Regions from separate parts of the Macaca mulatta genome. Here region 2 is linked to region 1. Evidence: chromatin contacts called from public Hi-C data. All regions are on one chromosome and are shown on one strand. Each heading gives the region's core, a stretch centred on a gene start, on an enhancer-like site or on the middle of the called end of the contact. The rest is flanking DNA. Distances are from core to core; before and after follow the strand shown. Region 1 holds the start of TCF4 (transcription factor 4). Region 2 overlaps TCF4 (transcription factor 4).

What was found. Hi-C and Micro-C count contacts between places; a contact is called where the count stands out from the background.
Region 2: a contact with region 1 is called in a Hi-C map of fetal cortex germinal zone, with 4 times the contacts expected there. The contact joins the enhancer-like site here to the promoter of TCF4 in region 1. A contact is called at or near these places in 3 of 14 Hi-C or Micro-C datasets (cortical neurons, fetal cortex germinal zone and fetal cortical plate).

Annotation. Positions count from the first base shown.
Region 1 is chr18:25,400,957-25,403,656 of T2T-MMU8v2.0, forward strand. TCF4 (transcription factor 4) reads left to right here and starts at 1,387. Exons shown (of 20, transcript XM_077975076.1): 1 at 1,387-1,907.
Region 2 is chr18:25,653,769-25,656,468 of T2T-MMU8v2.0, forward strand. All of the region lies in intron 8 of TCF4 (transcription factor 4), which reads left to right. Among named protein-coding and RNA genes, the nearest start is that of TCF4, 250 kb to the left of the region's middle. Within about 2 kb of position 1,278, at least 20 of the 40 cell types and tissues checked have an H3K27ac peak or open chromatin away from gene starts, as enhancers often do. A contact at or near this core is called in fetal cortex germinal zone, where this site is marked.

The sequences.
Region 1 (2,700 bases), core at 137-2,636:
AACACAGAATGGGGATGGAAGACAGGAATCTTCACCATGTATGAATGTACAGGAAACAACCAATAAATGCCTTTATTCTTGTTCTGTAAAAACTTACATGTAAATAAAAGATCCCCGAAATCGATCTGAACTCTGTTATTGCCACAAACTTTTATCAGAAAAATGGAGATTAGGATGTTCCCACTGCCAGATGGTATAGGAATATGGTTGAATGTGGACTATGATCACAGACGGGTTTCAACGGTGGGCTCTGTCACTCAATATAGTTGTGTGACAGTTAGGCAAGTTTGTACCACTTAGAAAACTTCTTCCCTGGGTCAAGCAACCCAATTTTACTTGCTTCTGTTGCCCAATATACAAAATAGGGTAGTAACACACACTCCATAGGGTTATTCTTAGGCTTAAAGTAACCAATATTTGTGAAATTATAAGAACAGTGTTTGGCACATAGTAAACATATTATATGTGTTACCTGTCGTTATTGTTACTTGCTTTTCTGTTGCAAGGACTAAAAGCTATTCTTCTGGAGTAGGGAAATTTCCATTTAAAATTCCACTGGCTAGGTTAGAGGTTTCAGTTGATTTAGCAATGAATTAGCCATGGAAAGGAATTATTCCTTTCACGGTGGCTTCATCTTTATCGGTATCCACTACAAAATTCATAAAGTGGGCATTATGTGCTTTTCACAGACCAGAAAACTGGCTAGAGAAGGTAACTGCTTGGCCACAAGCAGTTAGTTGAGCCAGTCGTGGCTAATGGTACAAACTACATTTGAGTCTACAAAGCAACAGATGAAAGTCTTCTCCAAGTGAAGACTTTCTGGACTTAGAAAGTCCTCACAATTCCATGGACCTGTAAGAAGATAGGGTGGAGTTCATCCCTCTTTCAGCCTAGGACCAACTTGGCTCAGAGGCCTTTTCCCATACCACCCAAGGCTCCCTGAGAAATCCGGCTCCACAAAGTGAGAGAATCCGGGGTAGGGCTTGCTGTGAGGAAGGTCGGCCCAGTCCTTCCCGAGCCTTCCTCAGGGAGACCTGGGGGGATCTCACTTCCCTGCAGAAGTCTGTGGAGTTTAATTTGTAGATTTATGCCGAAACTACACTTTTGTGTTAAAGAGCAAGGACGGCCAAGAAGCGGCAACACGAATAAGAGCGCAGGGAAATGGGGCCTGCGAACGACCTCGGCCTCGGGAACTCCCGCAGTGCCGCCCCACGCGCGACGCCCACCCGAGGACAGCCACCCGCCTCCGCTCCTGGAGGAGGCGTGGTCGACGCGTACCGCCATCTTGGACGCCTTTCTAGGAGCTCTGTTTACCACTCTATGGTCGCCCGCTCCCGCCCCGCCCCTTCCCAGTCATTGTCTGGAGGAGCAGCCGCGGCCGCAGCTCCTTCTCTTTATAAGCCCGCAGTTCCCGGATGTGAATGGATTACAATGTATCTTTCAGGGAAACCTATTATTATCAATGTGACTCCACGGGGGAGTCCATGGTGATGATGATGAGGAGGAGGATGATGATGATGAGACACCTCTAAACTTGGAACAAGTTTAATACTTGAGAGAAGAAGAAAAAAAATCACCAACAAGATTTGTTTGAGGAAAAATTATAACTATCCTGTGTTGATTTTTGTTTTTTATAAACAATAAGAAAAAGTTGTTGGATTTTTTTTTTAATGATTTCTTTTTTGGGGGAGGGAATTTTGTTGCAGTTTTATGGTGGAAAATGCAAAAACCAGAGCCAGGTGCATAATCTTGTAATCTGTGGATATCCCTGGAGCAGGACTGAGTACCAGTTAAAATACTTTTTGGGGATACACATGTGAGATACTAAGTACTTGCAGAAGATTTTTGTCTATCTTTTTAAAGTCTCTTTCCTTGGAATATTGTGAGAATATTTGTGGCCATTTAAGGTAACGTTTCAATTTGCCGTCAGAGTAAACTGTTTGTAATTGAATTTAATTTTTAAAATGTCGATCCCGATGTTTTATTAAAACAAAAGGGACAACCTATTAAATAATTGCCAATGGGAAAAAGTGTGTGCATGCATTTTGTGTATGTACTCGCACATCTAGCAATACCAGGGTTTGTAGAATGTGTTTTTTTTTTTTTTTTTTTTTTTTTTCCAAACACACGTTAAAATAGCGTATGTTGCATATACCGGATAAAGCACGCTTGTTATTACAAAACGATAGAATTATGAAGCTTAAATTTTATCCTAAAAAGTGATGTGAAAAAGTATGTTTTAAGAGCATGAAGGGCCTATAATGGTAAATGTTGAATTAAAAACTTACAGTGTTGGCGAACAGGGACTTAGCGTGCCTAGGAACTCAAGTGCAAAAACAAAACAACATCCACCCCCAAAAATTGTCCTTTTTTTTTTTTTCCCCCGAAGTTTGCAGTTATACTATTCTGTGACTTAAAAGGGAGGGGAAAGAAAGTGTGCAATTCAGATTTCGCCCCCAACGCAAAACTACCGAAACGAAAATCTCCCCAGGAAAATGTGGCTTGATTTATAGACGAAAAAGAAAAATATTGTTCCTCTTGGCAAAGTCTTTTTGCATCACGTGTATTTGCAGCCTAGTATAAACTTGCTTTGCCGTGTGTGGATGTGTGAGTGAGAGGGAACGAGAGTAAGAGAAAGAAAGAAGTGAAGGGATGTAAACTCGAATAAATTTCAAAGTGCCTCCGAGGGATGCAACGGGC
Region 2 (2,700 bases), core at 28-2,527, 250 kb after region 1:
TTCATCAAACTTCCATTTCGATTTGGCTTTTTATGGCAAGTACACGTTGGCAGTGGATTGCCGTGTTCCTCACCAAAAGGATCCTGGTTTGTTCAGCAACACCTCACTTCTCCACTCACAGTTCATTTATGATTCTGATGAGAGTGTTTTTTCAGGAAACACACATTTCACTTTTTGACCTAGGAGCATCTGTTAGAATTTTTTTTTAATACTACTTTGGCATTCTGAAAGTGTTAATGTCTTTCATATCTGTTTAATGCTATTTAGGGATATTTATGATCACCTCTTGGTTACTCAGGGTAAAGTGTGTCGCAATTTTTTTTAAACAGACAGGAAAGCATTCACATGAGGAAACAGATTGCTTTAAACATGTGCTTCCTGTGACAGTAAAAAGAACAAATTAGATTTAACACTGTGTAATGAATGCATAAATGTGTACATTTAAGCTTTTAAAAGCTTTATGTTCAGTTCTGGTCACAACAAAAATTGAGTCACCTGTAAAAATTAAAGATGCCTGGGGTACTCTCAGACTTTTGAAATGCCCAGCAGCTGCAGTCCTCGCCTGACGATGCCTCGTTGGAATTATAAAAAGCATGATCTATTAGTGCTGGAGAGAACTAGAACATTACAAGGCACATTCAGAGGTTAAACTAGGTTAGAGTCAGATTCCGTACATTTAGCTAATAAATCAGAATTTGTTTTGTGGAGGAGAATACTTCACTCTCATCTTCCTCCCTAAGAATCAATGAAAAAATCAATTTTCGGGAACCCCATATATTCCCCTGTCTTTCATGAAAGTAAAAGAAGGAAACCTGATGTTTTCTTAACTAGCATTTACTACAATTTAATTATATAAGAAAATGACTCTCTTTCTTATGTAATTCAGTTTGTGCTCTGTATGCTGGCAGGGAGTGAATAGAATCTGAGTTAGTATTTCCAGTTAGACTCGAGTGTGGAATTGGAGGGCCTGAATCCTCTCCCCGGAAGAAGAGGCACTCATGGCCATTTCTGTCTGAGCCTGAGGATAGTGCCTGTCCGTCCTCTGTGCTTTCAAAGCTAAGGATTTGTGGCACACTTTCCATCTCTCTGGCCAAGGAGGGCCAGGACAGAGTCCCTCGGGGGAGGGCACGTAGTTTGAGGACATCTGACTCTCTTATATCACATACTGAGGTACTAATATCAAAACAGACTGCTTGTCGTCGCACGGTGGGGCAGTGCTTTTTTTGGCTGCCGTGGTCGAAATGAAATGGGCAAGCTGTAGTCCGCTTGGCATCAGAATGGGCTAAGGGAAGCAGGGAAATCAGAGTCAGACTGTGAATGCAAGTCACAGCCAATGGTTAACTTCCTTTTTGTGTGTCACTTGGCAGCAGCGAGACCGATGGTGATTTTTTTTTTTTAACATGGGTGAGAGTTCAGTGCCCTAGGAAGAGCCGTAGACGCTGTTATTGTCCTTCCTCATACAGTTGACTTGTGTTGATTTCATGAGGCCAGTACAGCTGTTCCAAGAGCCAGCTCCAGGAGCTTTGTGCATATGTACATGGCCATTGGACATTGGATGAAAAAGGTAATCAGATGAGAGGTGATCCATACAGAATCTCACTGCTGATCACTAGGCAGTCACACAGGAATCAGGTTCTTGCATAAGGCAATAATACCAAAGAATAATATATAGTGCACTTGAATGGATACTCCCTTGTATATAGACACCCAAAGATATTTTTAAATTATCACCACTCCACACCCCTCATCTCACATAAAAGATTCAAATCAATTTTGGACTGTCTGGAAAATGTAGGACTAAAATAGCCAGATTGAATTCAGATAAAATTACCTTCTGCTTTTTTGGGAGGTTGTTGCTTTTTGGTTAGCCACATTATTTTCTTTGAAGATTCATTTGGAAGAGAGTTTGGTAGAATTTCTAGCCTCTCTCAAGATTTTCCTACCATTTCTGTGTTTGCAAAGAGCTGTTCCCCAAAGGCGAAAAGAGCGAGTTGCCATCTTGAGCGAATTGTATGTTTAGTGAACACCAAATGGTCTCAGAGTTACCCTAAATTTTCATTATATCTGGTTGCTTTCAAATACTATTTATTCCCCTCAAAACTCCTAACCATTTATGTAAGATATCAGTAAGATGACCAACTTCTGACAGCCCAAAAGCAGGGAAGGAAGCTTAGAAATAGAATACCATTTGTCTGGTAATTAGAGTGTATCTCCTAAGAGTTCGAGAGAATTCTGATTAACCTTTCTGTTCCCACATTCTCACATAAAATTAGCACACCTTTTAAATTATTATCTAGTATTTAAACACATATTTTTGAGTCTTCTTAATGCAACAGGTTCTGGAGACACTAAAAGTGTGTTATAGTTTTCTAAAAAACTTCATTTTTCTTACATTTTAAATGTTCTGTTTGTGCAAAATTTCGAGAATCACCATAAGGGCTTCTTTGCATTTTTAATTTAGTAACTAACATATGAATAAATTTGCATATTAATTAGTTGCAGATTAAATCATGCATACATAATTGCCTCCTTACTGTGTTTAATGTTTGTCAAAATCTCCAGCCTGGTTTGATGGATGTCGTATGAAAGATTACAATTTGATGTACCCTTGGAAGTATTTACACCAATAATGCAAGATTCTTAATAGCAGAATTTTCCAGTTATATACAGTTACTAATAAACATGTAAGATAGGTACATG